5 separate regions of the Mus musculus genome follow, and regions 2, 3, 4 and 5 are each linked to region 1. A link is a contact called in public HiChIP or PLAC-seq and promoter capture Hi-C data. All regions are on one chromosome and are shown on one strand. The core of a region is the stretch at or near the end of the contact, and the rest is flanking DNA. Distances in the headings are between cores, read along the strand shown. Region 1 holds the start of Bves (blood vessel epicardial substance). Region 2 holds the start of Hace1 (HECT domain and ankyrin repeat containing, E3 ubiquitin protein ligase 1). Region 3 overlaps Prep (prolyl endopeptidase). Region 4 overlaps Prep (prolyl endopeptidase). Region 5 has its middle 94 kb from the start of Gm26016.

The links. Promoter capture Hi-C pulls out the DNA fragments that hold promoters and counts their contacts. HiChIP or PLAC-seq counts read pairs in DNA pulled down with a chosen protein or histone mark.
Region 2: a contact with region 1 is called in a promoter capture Hi-C map of neural stem cells. The contact joins the promoter of Hace1 here to the promoter of Bves in region 1. A contact is called at or near these places in 3 of 39 promoter capture datasets (cranial neural crest, hippocampal neurons and neural stem cells) and 1 of 115 datasets of contacts at active chromatin or transcription factors (embryonic stem cells).
Region 3: a contact with region 1 is called in a promoter capture Hi-C map of trophoblast stem cells, with 3 times the contacts expected there. The contact joins the enhancer-like site here to the promoter of Bves in region 1. A contact is called at or near these places in 11 of 39 promoter capture datasets (the 3T3-L1 cell line, the C10 cell line, cranial neural crest and 5 more), 12 of 484 Hi-C or Micro-C datasets (cardiomyocytes, embryonic heart, embryonic stem cells and 2 more), 10 of 115 datasets of contacts at active chromatin or transcription factors (SST interneurons, embryonic basal ganglia, embryonic hindbrain and 6 more) and 2 of 9 other capture datasets (adipose tissue and embryonic stem cells).
Region 4: a contact with region 1 is called in an H3K4me3 HiChIP or PLAC-seq map of stem cell-derived neural progenitor cells, with 29 read pairs. The contact joins the enhancer-like site here to the promoter of Bves in region 1. A contact is called at or near these places in 13 of 39 promoter capture datasets (the 3T3-L1 cell line, 3T3-L1-derived adipocytes, the C10 cell line and 7 more), 1 of 15 datasets of contacts at CTCF or cohesin (stem cell-derived epiblast-like cells), 8 of 484 Hi-C or Micro-C datasets (embryonic heart, embryonic stem cells, nephron progenitors and 1 more), 8 of 115 datasets of contacts at active chromatin or transcription factors (cardiomyocytes, embryonic hindbrain, embryonic limb bud and 5 more) and 2 of 9 other capture datasets (adipose tissue and embryonic stem cells).
Region 5: a contact with region 1 is called in a promoter capture Hi-C map of trophoblast stem cells, with 3 times the contacts expected there. The contact joins the enhancer-like site here to the promoter of Bves in region 1. A contact is called at or near these places in 11 of 39 promoter capture datasets (the 3T3-L1 cell line, 3T3-L1-derived adipocytes, the C10 cell line and 6 more), 4 of 484 Hi-C or Micro-C datasets (cortical neurons, liver, morula and 1 more), 5 of 115 datasets of contacts at active chromatin or transcription factors (cardiomyocytes, embryonic stem cells and neural tube) and 2 of 9 other capture datasets (embryonic stem cells and pancreatic islet).

What each region holds. Positions count from the first base shown.
Region 1 is chr10:45,334,384-45,337,027 of GRCm38.p6, forward strand. Bves (blood vessel epicardial substance) reads left to right here and starts at 1,352. Exons shown (of 8, transcript NM_024285.3): 1 at 1,352-1,498.
Region 2 is chr10:45,576,479-45,579,122 of GRCm38.p6, forward strand. Hace1 (HECT domain and ankyrin repeat containing, E3 ubiquitin protein ligase 1) reads left to right here and starts at 1,351. Exons shown (of 24, transcript NM_172473.3): 1 at 1,351-1,672. The coding sequence starts at 1,597.
Region 3 is chr10:45,121,827-45,124,470 of GRCm38.p6, forward strand. The region is part of intron 9 of Prep (prolyl endopeptidase); the gene reads left to right. Among named protein-coding and RNA genes, the nearest start is that of Prep, 56 kb to the left of the region's middle. Within about 2 kb of position 1,310, at least 34 of the 459 cell types and tissues checked have an H3K27ac peak or open chromatin away from gene starts, as enhancers often do. A contact at or near this core is called in cardiomyocytes, embryonic heart, muscle stem cells and 1 more, where this site is marked.
Region 4 is chr10:45,145,670-45,148,313 of GRCm38.p6, forward strand. Prep (prolyl endopeptidase) reads left to right here. Exons shown (of 15, transcript NM_011156.3): 11 at 2,316-2,452. Among named protein-coding and RNA genes, the nearest start is that of Prep, 80 kb to the left of the region's middle. Within about 2 kb of position 1,317, at least 15 of the 459 cell types and tissues checked have an H3K27ac peak or open chromatin away from gene starts, as enhancers often do. A contact at or near this core is called in stem cell-derived neural progenitor cells, where this site is marked.
Region 5 is chr10:45,173,138-45,175,781 of GRCm38.p6, forward strand. No RefSeq gene overlaps it. Among named protein-coding and RNA genes, the nearest start is that of Gm26016, 94 kb to the right of the region's middle. Within about 2 kb of position 1,329, at least 4 of the 459 cell types and tissues checked have an H3K27ac peak or open chromatin away from gene starts, as enhancers often do. A contact at or near this core is called in trophoblast stem cells, where this site is marked.

The DNA of each region.
Region 1 (2,644 bases), core at 102-2,601:
ACCCTAAGGGGCTGGAGACATGGTTCAGTTAGTAAAGTCCTTGCTGCACAAGAATGAAGACAGAAGTTTGATCCCCCAAATCCATGTTAAAAAGTCGGATGTGGAGGTTCAGTTTGTAATCCCAAACTGGTGAGGGTGTGACAGGCAGGTTCCTTGAGGCTCCCTGGTCCGCTAGACTAGCTTAACCGGGAACTTTCAGGTTAATGCGAGACTCACAAGACAAGACTGATGGTCCCTCTGCATGCCCTGGGACATACACTCATGAAGAGAGGAAGAGGGGGAAAGAGGAGAGCGCGTGGGGAGAGCATGGGCATGAAGGTGAGATGGGGGGAGGGAGAGATTTGAGAGCAGGCTCTCTTGAGGTGGAGGAAAGAGGAAAACCGCCACTGTGATCTCCTGCCATCCACCTTCTTTGAGACTTACTTTTCCTGCCCTGCCACTGAAGTTCCCAGGGACTCTCCCCTGTCCCCATGGATACACTGGGATAACAGGTTTTAGGCTGTTGCATCCTGCGTTGTGGAACTGAAAACTCAGGCTTCTCGCTGGTAAGCACTTTACTACTGAGCCAACTCCTCTTTAAAGATTTTAAAGGTTCAATAATGCTGGGACCAAGCCAAGCCATCAACACAGGGGCCTGTGGGGAATGCCCCAGAGCCAACTGGAGCAGACAGATTGCAACTTGGTCTATACTACTTGGCTCTGGAATAGCAGGCGTGCTCTCTACTAGGCAGATTGGACCAATGTGCACCTCGGGGGTACTCTATACGCATCCTGACATAGCGGGGGTTCTGTTTTGATCTTTGATCCCACAGGACTGCGTTCTCTGTCACACAGAGGACACTTGGTGGTTATCGGATGTCCATTTAACCTTTCTATTTGTCCTATAAACTTCATCCCACCGATTTTTCATTACTGTGAACTTTCTTGCATTTCTTATCTGGTCCGGTATACCATGTCCAGTATAAATACTGATTGAAGAATATGTCCATATCCTATTTTTTCTCAATTTCTGGTCCTAAATGTAAGCATTTAACCTCGCTCCTTTGAAATCCAGCCTGCTAGCTTGTAGGTGGGATCTGGCTGGGCTATCAGGTGTCTCGGAGCAACAGCGCCCTCCGAGCCTCGGGCAACTCTCCGAGGGGTCTGTCCTCACTCCCCTGCCCTTTCCAGCGGGGGGCGACCCGCGTCCGCGCGTGTCCCCACTCATGCCCAAACAAGGAAGCGCGGGAGCGGGCGCGCGCACGCGGTGGGCCAGGCAGCGGGTCTGCGGGGAGCGGGGCTCCGCCCGCGGGGGCGACCTCGGGCGGCGCGTGCGCCGTGCGCCCCAGCCGGCCGCCGGGATGCCTATTTTAGTCAAAGCCTCCGCGAACGGGGAGCGGGCCGGGGCCGCGCTGCCTGGGGACCCGCCGCGAGCCCGTCCAGCCACCGCCGCTCGCCGCCGCCGCCGCCGTCGCAAACTTTGCGCGCGCCGCCGCCCCCGGGCCCCGGGACGCGCAAGGTAAGGAGCCAGAGCGCGCGATCGCGCGGGAAAGTTGGGCACGGAGCGGCCGAGCAACTTGCGATGCGCCCGCGTCCCGCGTCGTCCTTGCAGCCGCCCTTCGCCTGCCCGCGCCCCGGTCCCTCGGCGGGACAGCGGGGGGCCGCGGAGCTGTGGACGCTGACACTGCTGTGAGAGCAGGGCGAGCGGGTCCCGGGTGGGGGAGCAGTGGGAGCCACGGGTCCTCGCCACCCGCCCGCGTCCTAGAGAAACGGGTGGCTGCCAGACGGATCCCACAAAACCGTCGCCCCGAGCCGCCCGGAGGTGCGCGGAGAGTCCGGGAAAATATCAGTGAATTGCGCGTCTCCTCAAAAGGTTTTTGCTCATCGCTATTCATCTTCTTCTTTTTTTTTTTTTTTTTTTTTTTTTTTTTTTTTTTTTTTTCTAATTTGGTCAAGGTTTAATGTGCTAGCTTGCTTCCTCGGTCAGGTATGTAGACCTGCAGATGCCTATTTGAAAACCAGTAGATGGGCACGCTTTTACTACAGTGAGTAATTTGGGGAATTAGACGTGGAGGATCTGATGAGAAAGATGACGTTCTGATTTTGACAGTTTACAAATTCATCCAGTAATCTAACCTTCTTCATTAGATCATCATTCATTATTCGTATAAGGGCAGTTCAGTGTAGGCCACTTAAACCTATTAAGAAGTGATTAAGCAGGCCGTTAGACTAAGTCATTGGATAGCGAAAAAAAATTGAACTGATTTATGACAGGTAAGAAGCATTTCACAGCAATATATGTAACTATATATCTACAGCTGCATATAACATTTGCGTATCTTTAATAAGTGTAGCGTAGCAAAGTATGTTCTACAATATGCCTGCATTTAAACCTGGCCATTTAGGGCCGGTGAAAGAGCTCAGGCCGTGAAGGTACATGCCAGCACGCCTGGCAACCTGGGTTGTATCCCCAGGACCCGCGAAGTGGAAGGGGAGAGTCTCCAGCAAGCTGTCCTCTGACTTATGCACCCGTACACCACTGTAGAAATAAACACATGTAATGCATTTTAATAGCTATTAATATTTTCTGGTTTTGAGGAAAATAATAGTTTTCCTTGCCAATTTCCTTTGACCAGAAATGTAAGCTTTTAATGCCACTTCTAAA
Region 2 (2,644 bases), core at 101-2,600, 240 kb after region 1:
TTAAATTTTATTAAACCATTTTTGTCATAATTGAGGTTTTGTGTCTACCAGGTGTGGTAGTGAGTGTGGGACAAAAGGGTTAAGAAAACCCACCAGTCCCTGAACAAGAAAACCCACTAATCTCTGAAGAGCAAAACCCACCAACCCCTGCGCTCACCCAAGCTTGGCTTGGAAAGCTCCACCTCCAAGCCCCAACAATCCTATATAAGATAAATATATAAGCCTATATAAGCCCTGCCTTCTGCTCAGTTCCCTGCTGCTTTTCATCGGAGCAGTGGCAGCCACTCTCTTGGGTTTTGCCTTTCTACTAAACCTCTTGTGTGAGGTCTTGTGTGTGATGTGACTTTGTGGTATTCTTTGGCTCTGGATTGCCAGGATCCCTCTCTAGTAAAGATGTAACCCTTTCACTGGAGCATCCTCTCCTGGAGCAGAGAGCTGTTACACTTGTATTGGGAAAACTCCCCCCTCCTGCAGCCCGGAGCAGAGCTGTAACACTTGTGAAGGGGAAGTCTTTCCCTTCAGGGCTGCAGTACAGATCCTAGCCCTGGGGAGGTAGAGACAAAGAATGTAGTCATTTTAGCTACACATCAAATGCAAAGCTAGCCTGGGCTACATGTAGTAGGCTCAAAGCTCATACCTCCATCATCTTAAAACGGGGCTCCATTGTGTGTGCTGGCTAACCTCAAACTCAGGACCCATCTGCCTCTGCTTCTTGAGTGCTGGGAATAACCTGTATGTATTATCATGCCCAGCTTTGAAGTCTTTGATTCGCCCACTGGGGCCTGTCATGGGAACTGAGATTGCATTTTACCAAATTAACATTTGTTTTTCCTGTTTGTCACTTAGATTTTCCTCAAAGTTTGGAGTTGGCATCATTTTCTGTGCTAAGTACAGGGATATATATGACGGGGCATACGATAGAGCTGTGTCCTTGTTCTTAGAAATGTACTCAGCAAGAGAAACAAGGCATTGTTAAGTCACAATAAAGGAAAAAAAAACCTACAATTTTGCTTTCGAACTTGAGTTTTATTACTGTTCAAAATTTAATTTGTAAGCAGGATAGTTAAGGCATTTGTTTATAGAAAAGTACATCTGTTTTAGCTTGGTGGTGATGAATTTAGGAATAACTGAAATTCTCTAATCTGCTTTACTGGGGTGTGTTAGAACCGAGGGAGGATGCTCTTATACAACTTTGGAGGGAAGAACGTGAGGGCGCGTGAAAGCCCACAAAGTATTTCCACAAATTGCTCAGTCTAACCTACAGATCACCACATAGATGCCATAGAGGCGTGGCTCCGTCGGGGAGTGCGGCCCAGCCAGCTCGAAACTACAGTTCCCAGAAGGCTTCGCGAGCCCAGGAGGGAAGCGGGGCCGCGGCAGGAAAGGCGCGAGCGAGCGGAGGCGGCGGCTGGTGCCCACCCCAGCGCGGTCTGGTTGGCAGCCGTCGGTGCGGCGGACTGACTCGGCTTAGCATCCTAGCGTTCCTGGGCGCCGGCCGCAGCGAGCTCGCTCCTTCTCCCGGCCTGTGCGGGGATGTAGGGCGCGGGTCGCGGAGGCCGCGGGCGCGGCGGGGGCTTCGCGGAGGCCGCGCCGAGGATGGAGAGAGCGATGGAGCAGCTCAACCGTCTGACGCGCTCGCTGCGCCGCGCGCGCACCGTGGAGCTGCCCGAGGGTGAGGCGCCCGGAGAACGCGCGCTGCACTTTTCCGAGGCTGGCGGGCGGGGGGAGTCGGCGGGAGGCGCGGGGGCGCGGCCGGCGGGGGCTGGGGCTGGGGCGGGGACGGGGACCGGGGACGGGGACGGGCTGTCCGGTGGGGTTCGGTCCGAGCGGAAATGCGTTCCGCGGGGTCCGGGCCCCGCACTGGGAAAGGGTGCGGTGGCGCCTCGCACGGGCTCGGGCTGGGGACGTGCTGGGTTTGCTTAAGCTACAGAGTGAGGTAGGCGGGCTAGGATTTATTTGAAATGCGGGGCGCCTCGGTTTTGGCACTAGACAAAGGTTGGCAGCCACCAGACAGGTGTGTTTGTGCAGCTCTGTTGGTGTAGCAGGCATTCCTGCTGTAGCTTGCCTGCCTCCATCGTTTAGTCCTGCAGACTTGGGTTGAGTGGGCTGGGTGAGAACTCTGTGTGTGTGTGTGTGTGTGTGTGTGTGTGTGAATTGTGGGCTGGGTGAGAACTCTGTGTGTGTGTGTGTGTGTGTGTGTGTGTGTGTGAATTCACACCGGAATAAAAGCTCTGTTTCGAACTTTTGCTTTGGCAAACTCCAAATAGAGGAGGTGGGGCGGGGCTGGGGGCGTTGTTTGATGCCTTGTGAAGTCAGACTAATTTTAGTGGCGGTGAGACAAGGCAGTCAGGTTTGTAACCCAGGCTGGCTGCAAACTTTAGAGCCTCCTGCCTCAGCCTTCCAAGAATTTGGATTCTAGGCATTCGCCTACCTTGCTCTGCTCAGTTTGCTTTATTCCACCTCCCCCCCCGCCCCCCCACCAACTTCGTTTTAGTTAGCTAAGGAGAGTGATGAAAAGAAATGTGGAGTTTGTGAGTTTGGGGATACTTTTTTTTTTTTTTTTGAAAAGTTTTATTCTTTATGATTCTGAGTAGAGAAAATTTGTGGCAACTGTTTCTGAGTATATATATATATATATATATAT
Region 3 (2,644 bases), core at 60-2,559, 210 kb before region 1:
CAACAAGCCTGAATCTCTTGATGGCACCACTTTCTATGGCCTATGGGCGTCATCATTGTTATGCAAACCACCATAGTAAGTCTTAGTCCCGCCCTTGATCTGCACAAAAATTTACAGTGCAGATAGCATCCGCAAACCCCATGAGCAGCCACATCCAGCCTACAGAATGCCTCCTAGATGAATCTCACCCTCATAAAAAATAAATAAAATTAAATTTAAAAATGTGTGTTATCCTGGATCTATTGGGGAAGAGAAATATTTCTAAGATGATATTTTACATTTCCTGACATGAGTTAACTTTTCCTAAAATATAATAATATCATTGTATACTTTCTGCAAGGCTGGTCATATTCCTCTTGTTTGTATAGAGGTTCACCTCCACTGTGTAGCATCATAGCCACATGTATGCCGTGTTTTAGCCCAGGAGTCAGTTCGTAGGTGACCATCCTCCTCTGGGGATGTGACCAGATGGGCAGTGATGTCTCATCTGGATGCAGTTCTGTTTGACCCTCTGGGTCCATGTGACATCTTACCTTACGCTGTGACAGGCTGCTGACAGGGCTGCTAGGACCTGAAGAGTGATATTGTGGGTAGGTCTGGGGTGCATAAGGGCACTTCCCCAAGTGCCTTTCAGGGGACTGAGAGGAGCTAGAAAAAGCCAGAGAGGAAGCTGCCCAGAGCCAGCACCAAGAGGACATCAGGTACCCTGCCTCTCCCCAGAGCCCAGAGCTCAGCGGTAGCTGTGAGAAGAGGGAGGCACCCATCCCTAGTGTCGTTCTCAAGGTCTCACGGTCTAGGCATTTACTCTAAACAAGTTATATTTTCAAATGAATGAAGGGCACAGGAACACAGGGTGGGGGTGACTCATCAGCTCTTAATAAAAGCCAGGGTCTCCGAAGGCCAGCAACCTCTCCAGCGACCCCATGTGACCCTTTATTTCAGGAACAGGCTCATCATTATCTGGGGCAAAGGGCTCACTGTCCTAGTGGGAAGTGATGGTTCTGTGCCAAATGGTGAGATACTGCCTGTGTCTGTGGCTCTGAGGATTGGAAAGAAAAGTGTTCCTCGTCTTGGGCCGCCAGCTGCTTCTGAGGAAGCTTTCATTTGTTACTGTGATGCTTTGTCTGTCTCCCTGTCTCCTCTCGTTCATTTTCCCCATCCTTCCCTTCTCTCTTAATGCTATCTGATCCCTAAAACCAGAAAGTGGGGTTTCCAGACTTAGGCCTTCTAACGCCAAGTGCAAAGCAGCCATCAGAGAACGCATAGTTGCCTCTCAAGAAAGCAGGGACTGCCCTCAGCCCGTTTGTGACTTGTGCACTTCAGGTCGCACTTCGGGAGAAGCTGACAGCCAGGCCAGTCTAGCACAGGACACAATGATTCCCTGTGACACAAACCAGTTGGTATTTGAACTGATTAATTCTGTACTTGTAGAAGCTTAGAGGTTAGCTTCAGCCAGACTTGAACAAGACAGTATCTTCCAGGCCTGGCTCTGGGAGGTGGGGAGGAGACAGCCTTTCACATGTGGTTTGGAAGAGAAACCTTTAAGTGCCTTGGCCTGGGTGCTTTGTGTGTTGTCGTTCCCCCCCCCCCCTCCAGTCCTCTTTTTATAGCCTTAAGTCCTGCCCTGCCAGAGCTCCAGAACCCCATTGCCTTCTTCTCTTCATGTGAGCAGTGTTACAGACCCCCCTGGCCCTTCTTCCCTAGCTTTTCCCAGAGCGCTCTCTTCTCTAACTCCTTCCCCCCTCTCCACCCACACCCCTGGTCTCCTTGCCTGTGAGAGTATTAAGTTAAGGAACAACTTAAGGCCAGACACGCCTTTTGACCTTAAGGGACTTCGGTAATCAACTTCTACTTTAAATCTTCAATTCATTTCCTAGACAGCCTTCTGCTGTTTGTGATCCAGAATGCTTTCTTCAGCAGTTTCCCTGTCCCTGTGTGACCTAAATCAGGCGGGACATGATGTATAAGTAGGTCACAGTGGTTCATACTATAGTAAGTAGTAAGAGTGTGCAGTGGGCTAACCTGGGCTATCCCAGATGACTGTGCATAGAGAATATTGATAAAATGCCTTTGTCATTGCAACCATCAAGCTGACCCCCCTCCTCCCTCGTGGAACCATTTGTGGGCCCTTATAGAGAATGGAGGGAAGTACGTACGTGAAGCTCTTTTTAATGGCCACCAGCCTCAGTTGTATACTTCATTCTGTGTTAAAATTGTGTCTCAGCTTTGGTGTATAAACAGGAATGTAGAATGTCTCCTCTCCTTTGTTTTTCGTTAAGGAATTTAATTCCAGTTCCCTGGTGGCTTGCCTGGGTTCACTGAGCTCTTAAGTCTGGCTCCTAAACCCTTCCTTATTTGTGTCGACATCAAGGCGAATCCAGTGATCGTGTGGCACAGGCCTGCTCTTTATTCCATCTTATTTCTTATTTATTCTTCTCTCATACAGTACATTCCAGCAGCAGCAGCCTCTTTTCCCTCTACCCCCAGACCACACTGCTTCCCTTCAGAAAAGAGCTGAGACACCCCACCCCTGGCCCCAGGAGTCAGATTTGTCCGTGGTTGTGGTGGGTACCCTGTAGTGATCTGAAAAACAAAACAAGCAAACAACAAAATCCCTCACTAACTCTCATGCATTTATATTACA
Region 4 (2,644 bases), core at 67-2,566, 190 kb before region 1:
CCAAGAAGCCAAGACCCGGTGGTCTTTCTTGCTATGGGGCAGCAGAGGTGGAGTGGACTTGGAGAAGAACTTTCGAGAACTTCGGATAGATGGCCTCTGAAAAGGTGGATGGGATACGGAAGGAAAGGGGGAATGCCCGTGCAGGGCGGTGCGACTGGAAGAGAGTAGAAAAATCAGAAGCAGCTGCTCTAGAACCCACTTGGGTAGGGGTGGGAGTAAGGAGACATTTAGGAAGGACACGTGAAAGGAGACATGAGGAATTCACATGGAAATGGGAGGGTCGGCGAAGGCAGAGCCTAGATAGCTCATTTGTGCTGTGGTGACTAGCATTTCCTGGATCTGGCTCCTTGGGCAAAGAGAAGACAATGGGTTGAGATTAGAGTTAAAGGGCTTCAGTGGCAGTCACAAGGTTGACCAGGAGTCCCAAACTGGGCAAGAAAAATAAAGGCAAGGAAAGCTGGCAATAAAGACAGCACAGAGGATTAAATGTCCTAAGAGCTTTAGAAGTGATAGAGGTCACTAAGGTGAGCATCCCAGAAATGTACAGAGTCTGCAGGTCTAGCTAGGGGCTCCATGCCCGTGAAACAGGAAACCACAGGTACAGACTCAATGCAGAGCATAGTGAGGTTTGTGAAAGGAGGAGTCTGTTGGCTTCTCCTGACCTAGCAAAGTGGCCTCAGAAAGAAGCCAGTGTATGATGGATGGGAATGCCTATACTCTTGTATTGCTTTGGTTTGGTTTCTTTGTTTGTATTCTTGTTTGTACTGTGGGTGTTTTACTTACATGTACATCTCTACCATGTGTATATCTGGTGCCCTCAGAGGCCAGAACTGGTTATCAGATCTTCTGGAAATGGAATTACAGATCATTGTGAGCTACCCTGTGGGTGCTGGGAATTGAACTAAGGTTCGCTGGAAGAGCACCGAGCCATCTCTCCAGCCCTGACTACTTTTAATGACAATTTCCAAAATGCTCACAGGGCTGTTATCAGTAGAAAAGGAGCAATGTGCGTGTTTTTAGGATTGAAATTGCTTGCCCCTTGTGGCTTGCTGAGGCCTTTCTTATACCATCCTGGACCACCTAACCCAGCAGCAGCCCCTCCCACAGAGGGATTAATCTAGAGAATGCACTACAGACTTGCCTACAGTCTGATGGTGGCGTTTTTAAGTTGAGGTTCCTCTTCCCAGACGACCATAACCTGTGTGAAGTTGGAGAAAAGAATCCAGCCAAGTCAGCCACTCCCACACCCCCCGTCCCTGAAGTCCATCCATTCTGCCTGCTCTCCCCTCCCCAATTCCCTGCTTCCCTCCCCTTGCTTCTGAGGGCTTTGGGGCAGCTTTCTGATGCAGAGCCCTGCCCTTTTAAAAAGCCTCTGGTGCCGTGTAACTCTAATCTAAAAGCAGAGGAGCTCAGTGCCCTCCTTTGTGACCAAGGTCAGCAGGATGCTTCAAGCCCAGCTGAGCCAGGCCTTTTCCCGGTGCCACATGCAGTAAAAATACCATATTTTCTCAAAGAAGCTATTTACAGCGGTCTGCTTATCTGCTGTTTGTAGCTTATCTCTTACTCTGACTTTTCACTGCAGCAGTCCAGTGTTCGCTTCCTCCTCCTTTTCTTCCAATCCTCTATCCCAAAAGCAATGGGTATGGAAATGTTGACTGAATCTGCCCCAGATGTCCCCGGTTTAGAAAAGGTTTCTGAGCCTTAATTACCAACACTGAGAAAGTGGCTTTGTTTAGCCAAGAATAATAGGATTCCATGATGTCCCTCGGCAGCTCTCTGAGCTAATGCTTTTTGTTCTCACTAAAAAAAAAATTTTGATAGTCGAACGCCGAAGAATGAAGACATATTGAGTGTCTTAACCTTTAGAGAGGAAGTTGGACGGGAAATTTGTCTTTAAGACAAGATGTCCCCTTAGATTAAATTGATTGGCAGAGCCTGGCTTCCCAGCATGAGGCAGTGAGCAGCAGAGCTCTGCATGCCCGTTCTCCTCCGTGGCTTCATGATGGGTACATTGGGTGATTAAAAACCGAGGGTAAAGAAGATGAACAACCTGTCTGAGAGCACCTAGCTAGTGATGGGTTATGAATTCGGGCTCCTCTCCCAGTCCCTACATCCGTGTTCTCTGCTCTCAACCATCTCTGAAATGAAAACGTGCCTCGACACCTTGCAAGCCCTGCGGCAGTGCTAGATTGTCACCCTGCTGCTGTGTGTGTTGGATAGAGAGTTTGGCAACTTTTTGTTTTCGCTTCTAAAACTGTGCACCTTTTCCACGTGGCGCTGTATGTAACTTAGGATTCTGTTTTCCTTTGTTGTAGATTTTCTACCCTAGCAAGGATGGCACCAAGATTCCCATGTTTATTGTGCATAAAAAAGGCATAAAGCTGGATGGCTCACACCCTGCTTTCTTATATGGCTACGGGGGCTTCAACATCTCCATTACACCCAACTACAGGTAAGCATGAGACACCTGACCTGGGTGTGATCTGCACATAGTGGGGCTCTGCTAAATCACATGTTTCTTGCTTGGTGGCATTTCATAGAGGGGCAGGACTTTAGATAACTACTTTAATTTTTAATTAGGAACTGCAGAAACTTTACAAGCCCATTTTACTATCATTATTTGATGCCCACATCAGGATAGGTT
Region 5 (2,644 bases), core at 79-2,578, 160 kb before region 1:
AGTCCCTTTTACATCATGTGATTTTCTCGTTGGGGATAACTGTGCCATTTTATTAAAATGTGACTGATGGGGTTATTATGCCACAGAGCCAAGTCACACTGCATTGTGTTTGGAGTGTGGAACTTGGAAGAATGACAAGGTCCCTTTAAAATAAAATATGTCATGGAAAAGTAGACAACAGAAAAAAGTTTAAACCTCAAAGGAGCAGAAAAACTCAAATTTTTCTGAGTGAACAGTTGCAGGAAATATTAACTGGGGGTTTCTACCTCACCTTAGATCGTTTAGTTCCCAAATAAAAGATACAAAACCTTCATATTTATAAGTCTTAAAGCACTAGAGCTGGGCATGTATCTATTCTCTGTGCTATTTTATTTCCCTGTCAATAATCCTGAGCTATCATTTGCCATGTTCTCCTGCTCCAACTGGCTGGCTTTGATGGCCAGAGCTCATGATCTACCTTCCCCATGGCACCTTCTTTCTTCCTCTCCTGTCCTCCTTGTGGTCTGTAGTTCAGATCCCAAGTCCTGGCACCAAAGCCCCACCTACCTCTACTTTGCCCAGCTACAGGCTGTAGGCATCTTTATTCAACCAATAGCTTTTAATTGAGGAGGAAGGTTTGCACAACAAAAGCTGGCATATATGAGAATTCATTCAGTCTTGAGGCAACTGGACATTGGGATGTATAACTTAGCATCACAGTACACAGCAACAGACCAAACTTCAATAGTGAACATCGAAAACTGAGAGACAACGTGAGCCCTGACTCTAACTCCTGGATGAACTTGGTTGGGCTACATAAACGTCAGGAGCCTCTGCTTTTTTAGCGTTGAACAGAGAGCTTATTTACCTCACAGTGCTATGACGTTACATGGGTAAAGCACGTGGACAGATTCCCTGGATAAAGCTTTCGGCTGAAGCCGTTCTCTCTCCTTCCTCTTGGTTCTGGAGTCAAGTCGGGTCTGTGACTTGTCTAGTGATGGCTGAGCCTCAGCAGACACAGCTGTCCACCAACGGGGCAGCAGCTTTCAGTCACTACTTCAGCTGTCCACTGTATTCAGTCACAGCTGCTTCAGTATTCAGTCACAGTCCTGGCCATTTTTTTTTCTTACTCTGGCATGTATCACTACACAACTGCCTTTAAGTCATGTTTATGTCCTAAGACAACTGGACCAAGAAGTATATTAATTTTTATTCATCATGCTTTTATGAATTGATAATTTACACAATATATTTTGATCACGGTGACCCCTCCCTCTTCTACTTCTACTGAGAGGACAATATAAACTCCATTTTAGGACCAGGCCTGACTTAAAAAAGAAAGTCACCCATTACAGGAACTGACCATAAAACCTCCCTAAGTCATCAGTCCCGGGAATTAGGTCATAAGTCACCAGCCCCAGAAACAGACCATAAACTCCAGGAACAAGGCCATAAAATCCCCCATCCAAAGAACAGCCTAGAGAGAACCACAAGGATGGGGAAATATCTTATTCCAGGATGGGCCATATTTGCTAGGCAGCCTTATATGATTTGGGTATCTCATCCCGTACTTAAACATTCATGACACAGGGATGCAGTCCACTGACCACCTGGACACAAGTCAATCAAGTGGCATTCATAACAAATGCTCCAAATTTGTGCTTGCGAATGGATCTGTGTGCTTCCTTTCAGTATTGTTTTGTTATAGGTGCCTCCAAGCAATGACTTGCCAAATACCTAAGCAAAATCGAACTTTGCTTCCTGGCCTTCACCAATGCCCTAGGTAGTCCTTGAGCTTGGAATTCAGTAAGAATGTTGCCTGTTCAGTAACATTCAGAATTGCCTCTAGTAGTGTAAGAGAGATAGTGAGAGAAATCAGGCATTACTATCTACTACATAGAGTTAGAAATCTCAGGGCAAGCTTAGCAACATAAGTTTAGAATTCTTATTATAGTTATGTATGGCAGACTACATTACTTATTAGTAGAAAGTCCCCACCACCACCACCACACACACACAATCACTCACATATACAGGAATTTACAATGGTTTAGGAAGAAGATCAGGCTGTGGTTTTAGGAGGAACTAGAGTATTGCATTATTCATGAGAAGTTAGCTAGAGCAGAACTCCCTAATTAGAACCATGACTTGGGCGTGAAAGCCCTTGCCCTGGGAGTGTAAATACCTCACACCTAGCTTCTAAGACTATAGCTGACCTTAGATAGAGCTGACTTTGTCCCAGTTGTTTTATTGCCCAGTTCCTGTCAGTCTTTATGTTTGCTTTCCTCTGTTTTGTATAAGAGTCATTAAGCATCCGGTAACCTCATTCCACCTTGGCTGATGTGTCACATAACTTCCCTATTTTCTTCTGTATTAAAACTCTGATGCTTAATTTGAGAAATGACATTCAGATACACACTCCCTTGTGTCCGTGTCTGTTTGTCACCCATCCACGCCAACTCCTTGCTCACCTGTAACGGAAACCCTGAGTATTCCTGCGAATCGGGGACCTAACTGAGGGCCATCTGCAGCACACGAAATAAAAACACTCTTGCCAATTGCATATGTGAGTGGCGGTCTCTGTGTGGTGCTTGAAGTGAAAACATGTTTTCTTTGGAAAGTCAGTTGTGTCGGGTGGTGTTTTGCTGGAACAAACACATGAAGG